Regions from separate parts of the Aphis gossypii genome. Here region 2 is linked to region 1. A link is a contact called in public Hi-C data. All regions are on one chromosome and are shown on one strand. The core of a region is the stretch at or near the end of the contact, and the rest is flanking DNA. Distances in the headings are between cores, read along the strand shown.

Evidence for each region. Hi-C and Micro-C count contacts between places; a contact is called where the count stands out from the background.
Region 2: a contact with region 1 is called in a Hi-C map of whole body, with 3 times the contacts expected there. The contact joins the promoter of LOC114121339 here to the promoter of LOC114129531 in region 1. A contact is called at or near these places in 2 of 2 Hi-C or Micro-C datasets (both in whole body).

What each region holds. Positions count from the first base shown.
Region 1 is chr2:32,959,799-32,967,362 of ASM2018417v2, reverse strand. LOC114129531 (TIP41-like protein) reads left to right here and starts at 3,335. Exons shown (of 2, transcript XM_050200553.1): 1 at 3,335-3,484; 2 at 3,552-4,248. The coding sequence starts at 3,626. The coding sequence ends at 4,108. It overlaps LOC114129533 (mediator of RNA polymerase II transcription subunit 24), which reads left to right and starts at 1,437. Exons shown (of 20, transcript XM_050200537.1): 1 at 1,437-1,776; 2 at 1,905-2,043; 3 at 5,467-5,592; 4 at 5,658-5,759; 5 at 5,829-6,057; 6 at 6,153-6,249; 7 at 6,319-6,499; 8 at 6,566-6,897; 9 at 6,958-7,084; 10 at 7,316-7,552. The coding sequence starts at 1,936.
Region 2 is chr2:33,139,178-33,146,714 of ASM2018417v2, reverse strand. LOC114121339 (probable ATP-dependent RNA helicase DDX5) reads right to left here and starts at 3,478. Exons shown (of 13, transcript XM_050199244.1): 1 at 3,119-3,478; 2 at 2,839-3,033; 3 at 1,602-1,727; 4 at 1,420-1,531; 5 at 1,162-1,350; 6 at 921-1,100; 7 at 682-854; 8 at 514-624; 9 at 380-441; 10 at 247-306. The coding sequence starts at 3,147. It overlaps LOC114121341, which reads left to right and starts at 3,598. Exons shown (of 3, transcript XM_027983618.2): 1 at 3,598-4,091; 2 at 4,174-4,356; 3 at 4,461-4,815. The coding sequence starts at 4,028. The coding sequence ends at 4,678.

The sequences.
Region 1 (7,564 bases), core at 2,086-4,585:
TACTTCATATATGTATACTAGATTGTTATATTATAAAACATATAAACTTTAGTAAGATAGATCGAGAATATGAAAATAATTGAATAAATTTACCTACGTATGACGTCAAGTGGTTAGTGTAGTCGTTACCTCTGAAAAAATACCTGGCTATAATTTCATAATGCTACATGTCCTAGTACTCAGAATTAATTTTTTTAATAATAAAAAAAAAGTAGACAAGTGGATACCACTCTGCTGTACATTGGGTATCGATTACTCAAGTAGGTCACTATCATGGGTGTGTAAAATTTGAAATCGATGATAATGCTTATAAAAAAGGATTCAGGGAGGAGACGGTCAGTCAGATTTCATCATAAGTTTTCAATTCTGAACAAAATGATGAATGTATTAATTTTATATTGAGGTGTGTTTTTAGATTCTGAACGAAGTGATAAATGTATTGATTAGTGTTTGTTTGTTTGCTATTGTGTCTGTGTACAGCATAATACTCGAAATAATACTTAAATTTCAAACTTCAGGAATGGTTTCCGATGGCAGAGTGAGTATAGTTGGTACATTGTAGAGGTCAAAAGAAAGCATTTTTCAAAAAAATCGAGAAAAACAAAAAAAGTGACGGAAAAACGGGAATTTTTACGCAAAACCAGTTTTCAACCAAATAAATTTTTCTATTCGGTTGTTACTCAAAAACTAATCATTGTAAATACTTGACAATTTCACCAAATAATTGTATTGGTGTTTACTTTATACAGTTAAATTTTCAAAATATTTTGACTTTTTTTGAGCTATTTATAAACTGCTGAAATTTTCGACTTAACTGAGAATTTTTTTTTTTTTGAAGTGCCGATAAAAAATTGTTTGCGTAGACTAATGAATGTACATGCATAAAACCATAAAAAATGTCAAATTTATATTTTTTATTGGGTCCACAGCCACTTGTCAGCTTTTTCTAAAAAAAAACATTTTTAGGTATTTTTCTCAGTGTAAATAAAGTATAAACTGCCATCATTTTAAAAACGCAATATAGGTACACCTTAAGTGAACGTCGCAGTATCGTTTAGAACAATAATAATAAATATGGAATATCTCAGAATTCAATGTGAAGGGCCATGAAATACCTTTTTTTTTTTTGAAAAAAAAACACATTAAGTACAATACTTGGTGAAGGATTAAATTTTCACATTCATAATTTCACATACCTGGTCTAATGCGTAGACTAAAATCATGAATATTTTCAAATTATTTGTTATATTTCTTTTTTGTGAGTGTGAAAGGGCAATTCGCCCTAACACATTACGTTTTTTTATTTGTGTTCCGGTCAAAATGTAACTGGCGCCATATCGGGTTAATGTGCGCGGCAGTGTAACCGCTGTAACCACCGCATCATTCAGAATTGCTACCTCGGTATACTATTGTATTATCAGTATAGTAACCCGTTGTCGTTTGTTTACGTTTCGCAGTCGGCGTAAGGATAATCTGTCTTTTAATAGTGTTTGCCGTTTAACTTTACTTTTTTGACGTTTATTTTTATAATAATATTTAATCACTAAAGTAGTAAATAATAATTTCTAACCAAATACTCTGTTTACATTAACGATCAAGCTACTTTCGTTTGATGTAAAATTAAATTGTGAACCAAATCGCCCATTATTTGGAATACATTTATTAAAGATTACAACTACAGCCATAAAAAGAGAGAAATCGCCGGCAAGTAAATTGTCCATAACGTTTCGTTCAGTTCACCTCGCTTTAGACTGCTGTTAAAATCGATTGAATTTGGTAAAATAAATATGGTCGTTATATGACATCATAATTTTTAATTGTTTTGTGTATTCAACTTTGCAATGCTACATCAAACATTAATTTGATTGTTGCTTTTATTTTTATTTAACCTTTTTCTCCCCCAGAATCAAAATGGTTGCTGAACATTTGTCGTAAATGGAGCCGAGCAAAGTCACAAGTAAAACCAGTAGCTTGAAATCGTTGGTGCTGAAAGCGTGGGGTGAACGTTGGACTGAAATTCAGTGGGGTATTTCTATAAAATCGGTAAATACTTTTTTTACAATAAATATTTTGTCAATGTAGTCCTGTTACAATAAAGTACCCCTAAAATATCATACAAATTATGTTTTGTTTACTGATGTTAGTGATAGTTCAACAGCCAATTGATGTAAACTGTGTTATTGTTATTAAGTTTTCAAAGCCAAAACTACTGTTTAAATTTTGAATTTTGACTGATTTAAGTACATTAATTTTAATAAGTGATTTAAATAAGTTGGAATTATCATTGAACATTAATTAAACCATCTTTTCTCTACCGGATTTATATTTTCGATTACCTATTACTAAAAACTATTTACCATAAAATGAACAAATGAACAGAAACAACAAATATGAAACATGCTACAAAAAGACCCACTTTTTCTCTACTAATAAAATTATTAAATTTATTTATAATAAAAATAATTTATTTTTTTGGTTTAGTTATTTCATCAATAAAACTTTTACATAGTATATTGAAAAAGATAGATTTTTAAGATAAATTTAAGTTTTTGGAGCACGCTAAAATGAACCATCAAACATTGATAAATCTCATCAAATTCTCACCTTTTTTTTTATAGCTTTCATTAATTTTTATTTATTCGTTTTATTTTTTCAAATAAATTGTTAAGCACTACATATAAAATATAAATATAAAATTTAAAATTGTTTTAAAATTAACATAATATAAAATTTTAATATTCATAGTATTTGATAAGAGTTGTTATGTAAATAACTAATGGCAGTGTGGTTCAGGTATAGTTCACTTTCAGTTTCTCATGTCTTATGTGTATAGTAAAATTAATTTCATTATTTATTTGATAAGTATAGGTTGACAATATTATATATACCATTATCAATGGCGTAGCCAGGATTACTAAAAAAGGAGACCAATAAAAAAATCTTATAAAAATTAAATGTATATTGTTTACACTTCATTAAAAATAAATTAGAGGTAATTTATATACCTACTTATACTTGGACACCTGTTAAAACTTTTCAAACTATAAATATGTTTTATTCTTCTCATAAATTTTCCTGGCATACATTTTTCAAACGTTTCTTATTAGTGTGAATTTGTAGATTACTACAAAATTTCAACAAGTATAAAAGGGAAAAATTTTGTAACTGTCGACAATTCTGTTCATATCGATAAACATATTATTTAATTTTTAATTATTTGAATATTCATTTATTTTTATTTGTTATTATATTAAATATAGTGAAGTGACAGTGTATAAACCGTTTTGTTAATCAGGTGTTATAACATCCACTCAAAATGACTGCCAAATGTGAACAATTTGAAACCAACAAATGGACAATTATATCTTCCAAAAGCCATATTCTAGGATCAGGATGTTCTTCGCGCAGTCAAGTACCAACACTATCGTGTTGTGACTTTTGTCGCTTTTCTATTGAATTAAAACTTCATCATTTGCCTGAGATGGTATTTCCTAATAATATTTTAGAAATTAAATATGATGGCCAATCTGGAATACGATTTTGCGCTTTAGATTCACTCAGGGATGTTGACCCTTGTAGAGCACCTGTGAAAATTGCTTGTTCAAAAGAATGGAAAGAATCTAGAATGGATAGTGGACTTGTAGATAAAGATGTTAATATGTTTGATTGGACATATTCAACATACTATGAAGGAACATTATTTGGACATCCAGTTGTTGAAGCCACTGATGAGCGTATAAACATGGAGAAACTCAAAGTTCAAGAAGAGATACTTTTTTACTCAGATTTGACTTTATTTGAAGATGAATTACATGATAATGGTGTTGCTGTATGTTCTGTGAAAATACGCTGTATGCCTAGTGGTTTTTTTGCGCTGTTGCGGTATTTTTTACGTGTGGATGGTGTTATGATGCGTATACATGATACACGTTTGTATAAAGAAACTGAATGGGATTATGTATTGAGAGAAGTTTGCCGTAGAGAATTATACACAACAGAAATACCAGTTGGAAAATCTGGATCATTAACTGATCCTGGAAGCTTTGCCAGTACCTTACCCATTGTCTATGAACGTTTTGAAAAACTTAAATTTGATAAAAATTTGTAATTTTTTGTAGTTTTTTATCTGTTTAATACATACAAGTTTTGCCTATCTTTTAGTAATTAAATTAATAGAGTATAATAAAGTAGATTTAAGCTATTGATTATAACTAACAACAATAAATATGTGCATATCTTAAATTTTAATACATTGTTTTATTTTTTCCAACATAGTACAATATTTTATATTAGCTATGTTTATGATTTTAATATACTTTTCAATTTTTTAACAATCCTTATAATATACTTATTAAAGGTAAATAAAATATTGTTTAATGTTTTTGGTGAGATTAAAAAAAAATATTTACATAAGTCACATGTTTGTGAAAAGTTAAATCACTTGAAAGCATCTTATTTTCAAATAAATAACATACAAGATATAATTTTCAGATGATTAATTATATGCTGAATTTCACTTGAAATATCACTTAAAACTGTGTAACATTTATAAAATAAAGAAATGTTTTAACTTGAGTTATCCCATATAACACAATATTATGGAAGTAAAAATAGCAGTGTAGTAATATTATTCAAATAAAAAATAATAAAGCAATTTTGATTTAATATTTTAATATAACAAAAAAAGTTTAATATTATAGTTATTGAACGAATAATTAAAAGTGTCAACTAGTTAAATTTATATTCAAATTCTAATTTTAATCATTTTCTTTGATCAACTTCAAGTACTTCACCTATAATTGATATAGATGTTTACAAATATATGTTATTTATATTTATCACTAAATAAGTACTTTATATATTAAAATAAAATTATCCAGCTAAAAGTTAAACTTTATTAATCCTAATACCTAATAACATATTATATACAATTTAAACATATTAACCAAGTATTAAATTTTGATAATAAGAAGTTGAATACTAGGGCAACCATTTTAAGAAAATAAAAACAGAAAAGTGGTCCCCTCATAAAACAACAAACGACATAAACGATTAAATATAATATCAAACATCATTGATTATTAATTTATAAATAATGTTATATGATAATTCAAACATATACTTTAATTCATAATGCATATGCCATACAATATGTCTTATGCTTACCACTAATTTAATTTTTCATCGGCATCAGCCCTTGAAAACTATTCTGTTATTTAAAACGGGATTGTCTCTTTTCTTATCATTATGTTCAACTGTCCCAACAAATTTTGAACGGAATAATTTTTTTATCTTGTTTTAAACAGGACATCTGGTCACCCAGACTTTTACCTACTATAATTTATTTCAATTATATGATTTCTTGTATCTAGGAGTTTTTTAATTGTATTTTTATAAAAAAAAAAATGAAATTTAATTATGAATGATATATTTAATAATTTAATTAAACAATTATTTGTTATTTAGGTTCTACCCAGAGGAGTTAGCGGAGATGTCTATAATTTGGCCGACATAATATTATCACAAGCTCTAGTTGGTTCTTATCCCAATGAACTTGTACTTTCTTATTTAAGACATTCACTAAACTGCCAAGTGAGTAAATGATAAATGTTAATTAAACAACAGTTCTAATATTTATTTATTGTTTTTTTTTTTAGCTTGTTTCTTATGCAGCCATTCTTCAGCGCATTAGTAAATATGATAAATTTCAAAAAAGATCATGTGTTATTATTTTACTTGATTTCCTTGAATCTACACTTGTATGTACCTTCATAATAAATAATGATGTACTTGATATGAAATGTTGAGTTTGAACTTTTTATTTTTAGCATGGCATAACATGTCGAGGGAAACCAGAAGAAAGTGTATTAGCTATAGCATTATTATCGTTAGTTGATTGGCTGTTAACATGTGTTCGTAGTGGACATGTACCTAAAGATGGTACCACCAATCGTCTTGAAGATCGTATTGCAAACAAATCTATTCAAATTTTAGAATCTCTTTTAAACAATGATTTTATATTTGCTATGCTTTATTTGGCTAAGCATGATGATGCTGGTAAGTCACTATATAATAATTATTAATAACTGATAATTGGTATACAATATACATCATGCTTCAAAATAAATAAATCAAATATTTTATTAATCTAGAACTGTACTTGGTCATTGTGAATAAGTGTCAAGAAATTAGTCAAGATGTACAAAATTCAATGGACACAAATATTCCACATGTGCACAATGTTTTAATGTATTTTATTTTATTTTCTTATATATATAAAAAAAATTAAATCTATTAATATTTTTATTTCTTTCTTAGAAAATTATGCAATATTGAATTTAAAAATTCGACAAAACTTACAGCGATGGAATCAGTAACAACTTATAATGAACCAATTACTTATGTATTACAACCATTGTTAGCCATTAGAGTGATGTTAAACCCTACAACAGAGACTCAAGTATTAGTGGACAAATTAAAAATGATTCGTCAAATTAAAGTTAGTACTACTAATAGTTATAAGAATAATTATTTTTTAATAAATGTTATTTATTTCATTTTAAAGGGTTACAGTAATCCACGATTGTACTGTGAACTTATCCGTGCTTGTCTTATGTGTTTACGAGATTCTTTGAGTAAAGAAGATCATGGACCACAGTGGGGTGCATTTACATTTATAAAACTTCCACACATCATAAAACATCTCTGTGAAGACTCCAAAAGTTTCAAAGCATCTGAAGAAGTAATTCAAGGTTTTGAGATGCTATTGGAGATGTTTCCATTGTTAGATTTCATTGATTCACATACAGCCTGCAGCTGTATAGAACTTTTACTCAATGAATTAGTGAAACTAGATTTTGTAACTGAAAATCAATGCAGTTCAATAATTGCTAGGAGGTACCAATTTTTATTTTTATAATTTTTACAGTTTAAAACTTAATCATGTTTATATCTTAGAGCTAGTGTAGTTTCAACACTTAGCAGTCCAAATCCTCCTTCAAACGTTTTGACCATTATTATGAGAACTGAGCCTACTTTACAAAGAATGCTTAGGACCTTAGATTCTGACTACTCTAAAATTCAAGTAAGATATTATTTATTACTATTGAATGCTGATTTATCCATTTATTTACTCTATTCATAATGAGATGAAACCTCGGAAGTGACAAATTTTTGTTAAGGCAGTCAAACACTTCCCCCATCTAGCCAAATAATGGTTTGGCGCTTTGGAACGAATATACACAAGTTGGCCACCGAGGTCTCATCTCATTTTGAATAGACTGTAGTACTAATAATAATGTATGTGTATTTTTAGGAAGCTTTAGTTAGTATGCTCAGTCAAGTACTTGCTGGAAACAGTTTAGAGTTAATCCTAGCAGCAGCATCAGTTGAAGGGAAATTGCGCATGTTTGTTTCTAAAGTAATCAAATTTAATGAATTCAGCAAGCAAATTAATCTACAAGATGGTGCTAAATCTGTACACACTAATGCAGTATTGTTTGACATGACATTCTTAATGCTTTGTTTTATAACTCAAAAATATGGATATCAAGTAAATCTTTAA
Region 2 (7,537 bases), core at 2,229-4,728, 180 kb before region 1:
ACTTTTTATTTAAAGAAAATGTTTTTTTTTTAAATAAAACATATTTTGTTAAAAAACCTATTGTAGTACAAAGGTAGAATGTTACGAAAATTGTATTCAACAGTATAAATCATATCATAGGGCATGTTTATAAAAATATGACCTTCATTAATAATAAATATAATATTGTTTGATTTTAATCAAATATTGGTTTTATACTAAGAACCATTTATTTTAAAACATTTAAACGTATTTATAGTTACTCACCAAGTCCACGAGCAGCCACGTCTGTAGCAACCAATATAGGATAACGACTATCTCTGAAATCTTTAATATATAATTGTAATTTAATTAAATCTTAGTTTTTAATATTCAAACAATACAAATATAATAATCATACCTTTCAAAACATTGTCTCTCTCATATTGTGATTTATCACCATGAATACATACAGCCGAATACCTAATATATTTTAATGTTATGACTTAATTTTCCCAACTAAATGTATTAACTGTATTAAATGCATTAACTCACCCATGTCTTTTAATCTTTCTTGTGATTTCATCCACTCGCCGCTTAGTTTCAATAAAAATAATAGTTTTGTTTTCATCTTCATCCATTATTTTCTTTAGTAGAGATATTAACCTAATCAAATATTAAAAATAATAGAAACTTAACAAAATAATAATAAGGAATATATACTTAGTTTCTTTATCATATTCCTGGCAGACTTCAACAATTTGTTGAATGTTATGATTAGCTGCCAAAGTTAAGGAACCAATATTTATTTGTATATATTCATCTAAAAATTCTTCAGCCAAATTCTTCACTTCTTTGGGCCAAGTTGCAGACCACATTAATACTTGCCTATCTGGCTGCAAGTTAATATAAATATACATAAAAAATATTATAACTTAAATTATTCATAATTAACAGCATACTCTTATTTGATCAATTATTTTTCGAATCTGTGGTTCAAATCCCATATCCAACATTCTGTCGGCTTCATCTAAAACAAGGTATGTGCATCGACACATATTTGTACGTTCACTTTCAAGAAAATCTAATAAACGTCCTGGTGTAGCAATAACTAATTCAACTCCACGGCTTAAATCAGCTGCCTATAGAAAAAAACATTAATAATCAAAGAATGAATAATAACTTAAATAAATTGCAACTTACCTGACCACCTTTTGGTGCACCACCAAATAAACATGTACTACTGACTCCAAATGCATCACCAAAATCATCACAAACAGTTTGTATTTGTTGGGCTAATTCTCGAGTTGGAGATAATACTAACACAATAGGTCCATCACCACGTGACAATTTTCGTTGATGAGAAATATGTATTAAAGCAGGAACAATATACTACGAAAAAATTTAATTATATACATTTATGAAAAGCTAGTCAAATTATACACTGTAATAATAAAATACCGATAATGTTTTTCCAGAACCAGTAGACGCAATACCAACTAAATTATTCCCAGACAAAGCTATTGGCCATCCTTGTGCTTGAATAGCAGTAGGTTCAACAAAACCTTGTTTCCTGTGTTCAAACAATATTCATATTATTTATTTATAAACTGCAGAGCATCAATTTAATAAAAATGGGTTACTTTAATTCTTTGATTATGATTTCAGGAAAGCCACTTTCATCAAACTTAAATATTGGTTTTGGAATATTTTCACCAACTAATGTAATTTCTTTCTCTTCTCTATATTTTTCTATTTCTGATTTTGATCTAAAAATAAAAGTAATATATTCATAATTCTTTAATTGAGTTGTATAAATATTTTTATTTTATTAATTTATGTATACAAATAAATTCAAAATTATTTGAAAATGCATTAAGCAGAGGCGTTCTCAGGATATTTCAATGGAGGGGGATGAAAAAAATGATTACATAATAAGCCATATTAATGTCTACTTAAAGTAGACAAAACGTATATTACTAATATGTAAAAAAATAAAGAATCTTGGGGGGACATAATCCGCCTCCCCCTGCGAGAACGCCCATGGCATTAAGATATACATTACTCACAATTTATAAGAAATTTTAACATTAAAGTATATATATATATAAATAATAAACACCTAAATTTCATAGGTCACAGAGCAATGTATATAAGAATTATAAATGCTACATAATTATTTATTATATAGTATCAAACAAAATTCAAAGAGGAACATGACCAATAAATTTTATAAATTCAGCAATAAAAGAATAAATATATGAACTGTTATTATAAAATATTAGTATTAAAAATATTTTTAAGCAAAATTTAGTTCATTCAGTGTTTATTCATAACATAGAATACTAATATCTCTATGATTAGTATATAGTATATACACATATAGGGTTAGAATGTTGGCTGATTAAATTTAGATAATTTTTTCTTTAGCTGCACATTTCAAACTAAAATATATTTAATGAAATTTTTCTAACATGGAAGCAGTTATATAAAATAAAATGTTTTGATATTTACTGTCATTATGCTAGAGCTAGGCTAGTATTACCCATACCATCATTACCTTCCAATTAAGCCATAATAATCATGAAATTAACTATTAAAACAATCTAGAACCATTGATTAATTATACAATAAAATTAATAATTAAATAAAAACAATAAATGTATAATTAATCAATGATAGAACCAACTTATTTCTCAAGTGTAGTAAACTACTATAAGATTCATAACAGTATGCAACTATGAAACTTATATTCAAGACAAGACTATAATTGTTATTATTTACTTCGATTTAATCATTTTAGAATATAGTTGTACTTCCATCTTAATTTTTACATGCCAATATTCATTAGTTTAATAAAATATAAATACAATGTTTTACCTATTATGGACAGCTTCGTGAGGCAAATAAAAATCTTTTTTAAATGGTTCCAGTTTTTTTGTTTCCCATCGAGGTTTACGTAAGTTAGAACCTGGATCACCTCTACCTCCTCGACCACCACCACCACGTCGTCGTATCGGACTTCGACTTCGTCTGTCTCGTCCACGTCTACGATCTCTCGATGATGATATTGGACTGTTTAAGGAAAATATAAAAACACAGTGTCAGTGTTTCATTAAAACGTAAGTATTATTAAACTTGGGTATTACGGTCGACTTACTTTCGGCTGTAACCCATACTGGAGACCATTCACAGGTCAGCAGTTCAGCTACAGTACAAAATACAAATTATAAAATTTACGCTCAGCAATAATTTTTACTGCCCCAGAAATTTAGCTTATGTTAAACAAACAAATCAAAACATTGACGTCTGACGTACGACGTAAATCAATACCAATTCCAGAGCTGTTTAGTAAATAGTAAATATAAACATATTTTATTTATGGTTGAATGGATGAAGTATAAAATGAACTTATTGAACTTTGAACTTAGTAATTATTAATCACCTAAATTAATAATTTATCGTTAGCGAAACTCTGTCTCAGTCGGCAATCGCCAATCGGCATAGAAAAATCTGTGTTAAAAATGTTAACATGGCGTCATCATGGAGAAGAAACTTTGTACACAAAAACCAATTTTTAATCAAAAATAAAAAACTTACTTTTTGAATAATAATTATTTATGTAGATAACATACTGTAATCGTTTTTTAAAAGCATTAATATTAATTCGATGTGAATGTTAGTGTATTTTATTATCATTTTTATTGAATATGAAATATTATTTTATTTTAAAGTTTATTAATATGGTTTAAAATGTATAAATATTAATTATAATTATTAATTTGTAACCCGTTAAGTAATTATGTAAATAATAATTATCATTAACTCGCGGTTCTAACTTCTAACATAGATGATTTAACACTGAGCACCCCTGGTTGTTTTGTTTATATTTTGCCATTATCATTTTTTATTAGTCATCTTAATCAAATTTCCTTTTGAATAACTACTATTTAGTATTTACCATTAAATAATTTAAAAGTTTTTTAAACATAATTCTTTTTTTGTATCGCCGTTGAATGATCTTTATATATTTTGTTACTGAATAATTTTATTTTTGATTTTTATTATTATGAAATCCACTGTACTATCATGCTTTATATTAGTTGTTTTAGGATTTTCATTCTTACATAAAGGTAATTTTATGTTTAAAAGGTGTGGCTGTCCTTTGTCACGCCCTTTCAAAATAATTATTAAAGCTTATTTTGTCGTGTTTAGTAAGTGGAATCCAATGCTATCAGTGTTCTACAAGCAGCGATCCAAAAGGATCTGATAATTGTGGTGCATACGAAAAATTCCACAAGGATCGCCATGTCTCGGTTGAATGCACTAGTGATGAATCTCATACGCCAGGCACATTTTGTGTTAAAGTAACCAAACAAGGTCTTAGAGGATTTATATGTGAGTCAAAAATCAAAAGTGTTAAAGAATTGATATGACGAATATCATCAATATCTTCATATAATAATGTTATATTAAATATATTTACTGTTTTTAATATCAAGGGGATGGTCGTTGGAGAAATGTGATCCGCCGTTGTGGGTCAGTTTCAGATACTGGTGTAACTGGTGTATGCAACTGGGGAGTTGAATGGAATGGAGTTTATTGGGAAGAATGTTATTGTTCTGAAGATAACTGTAATTCGTCTACCAATATTACACCATTATCTATCATAACAACCACACTGTGTTCATTAATTACTATGTTTATATTAAGAAATTGATCTATACTTATTTGTAAGCTGATAACGAATTCCGTCCAAACTTTTTAGTATGTTTATCACTATATTTTTTTTATACATTTTATAATTCACTTAATTATTACTTTTAATAAATAAACTGTTATATTTTATAATACAAATTCAAATGATGTTTTATTTTTAATGCCTATCTTCTCTGTATTCTGTATCTGGACCAAACATCAATTCTTTGTACAGCATGTCAGTTAAGTGGTATGTAAGATAGGGAATTACATTTGGATGAACGGATAATTACATTACATCTTTTCTATTTTGGACTCATACTGATAATGATTTTTTCTGATTACCTAATGTTTCATATTGTGTTCTGAATTTGTTTGTACTTATGATATAGCAAGACTATATTGAATTGCATACAATTCTTCAGAGCCATTTCTGACTCATATGAGTTTATACAAATAGTAAATGCCTCATAAATTAACATTTGATGGGCAACTAGTTGTTGAATATAATGTTACTATTTTAATTTATACCATAAAAACATATTATATAATAATGACAACTTAGTAATTTTAAAAATGATTTTTGTTTCAGTTAAAAATTTTCTCTACATTGTTATACATGTCAGCTCTTAGAAATGCAGTTTGCATTGAGATTTGTTCTCTTATTGATTGTACTCGTATTTAGCCTCAACTAGAACTATATTAAATATGATTTATTGTTTAAGAATTTTTCGTGTGGTATTAATACTGAAAATTATATTAAGAGAACGCCAGCATACTGTTTTCTCTCTAGCCCACTTGCAATGTACACAAAATGCATTCAATGATAAATCATTTTTTTTCTGTTTTTGAATAATTTCACATAATAAAAATTATAAAAATAATATTTTTGAAGGAATGATATATCAATTGAAAAATCTAGTGCAAGAATCACTTTGAAAACACAGATTTCATTATTTTTTTTTTTTTTTTTTTAATACGTGATTTTACATTATCTGAAAAAGAATAATTTTTTTGCATTTTGGTACAATAACCAAGTATGTCCTTTATTAATTTAATAATCTGATAGATGAATGGAGATGTCTGGTAGTCTGGTATACAATATTTTTCCATGCAATTACCGGCATCTCCTGAAAAATATCAAAAAATGGAGATAGCCTGTTGTTGTAGTGGACCCATCAAATCATCTAAATATTTTCTTAAAACAATTTAATATCCATTAAAATTTTTTTTTCATTATTAAAATCTTATAAATAGACAAATAATAATAAATAAAATGCAAAGCTGATATGTTAAGCTTTCAAAAATATTATCCTCTATGTTTGTAATAGGAGATTTTGCTCTACGATTACATAAAACTCATAAAAAAATATTATTTTATTACCTGAATGCATGTAATATATTTTGCATACCTGCCATACCTATGGGTTTGAGAAAGAAAGAATATTATGCTGACAACCTTTTAAAATTTGTTTATAATAATAATTTAATAATACTATAATAATTTGTTTTTGTTCTACTAATAATAAATTAAACAAATAACCACATGGATGACCTCATATAGTTAGAAGTGAAATTCAAAAATATAAAAAGAACGATTGTATAATAATTGTGTGTCAACATTAAACAGGAATTCTTTAAAATTAGATCCAAGCTGAGCTCCTACCAAAAATAAGTTTTATCTATGGGTAAAAGGATCAATTATAAATGTCATATTATATATTAATACTTCTACTCATTACTCAGCATAACCTTATATTCTTAAAAATAAATTTTATTTTTTATTTTATTTATTTAGTTTGCAATAAAAGCATATAAATAAATAATATTTTTTATTTAAGCTGTAAATAATATGCAATAAGCTTGGTTAAAAATTAAAACTCGAGAAAAAAAATATACATACGTAAGTATTATGTTTGTTTCATTTTTATCTGTTGGAATTTGTGTTTATTTGTCACAATTATAAAAATATTTTCAAATGAAATCTTTTCTATTAGTTTTTATAAAAAGAAAAGACAATTTTAGTTTTCTAATGTATAAAATGCACTGCACAAAAATTGTAAAATATTGTTACCTACTGCTGAAATTTAAAACCAAACAGAATAATTATTCAATTGTGGTATAACAGCATTCACATTTTACATAGGTTAGTTATATCTGTTCTGTGGTTATATCTTAGTGGAAAGATAAAGTATAGATAAAAAATTATATAAGTATAATTTTACATTCTTAAAAAATATGTATAGTTCCAAGATAATAAACATCTATCTCATTTTTTTTCATAAAATTACAAACTGAGTGAATAGATTTTTTTAATGTATAAATTGTAATATTATTTTGGTACTACAGATTACTTATATTTTGCAAATAATATTTTAATAACTTTTATAAAGGCACAAAATATATTGAATGTTTAATATTAATATTGTTTAAAATCCTATTGGCCATTAGTTAATATTATAACATAGTTTGAAACCAATTTATATAATATTATTTTTGTTGTTTGGTTATCTATATTTTCATATTATTTTTGACTGTTGTGTTCATGTAACACTAGTAAATATATTTATTTTATCTTTAAAGAAATAATATAAACAATATAATACTAATGTAAAAACAAAATTATCAAAGCATAATAGATATAATAAATGTATTCAAAATGTAAAAAGTTATGGTTAGGTACTAAATGTTTTAGCCGGTGTTTTTTTATCCTAAATTTAGTCATGGACCGTGATAGAATTTCTCATTAATAACCAGTTAAGACTCATTCATCTTGATAAAAATATCTGCCAAATGCAATAATTGACAAAACTGAACAAAGCTGACAAAAATGTATTTTATTTTTTCTTTGATTGTGCGTAGTATAATGTTATAGGCATTT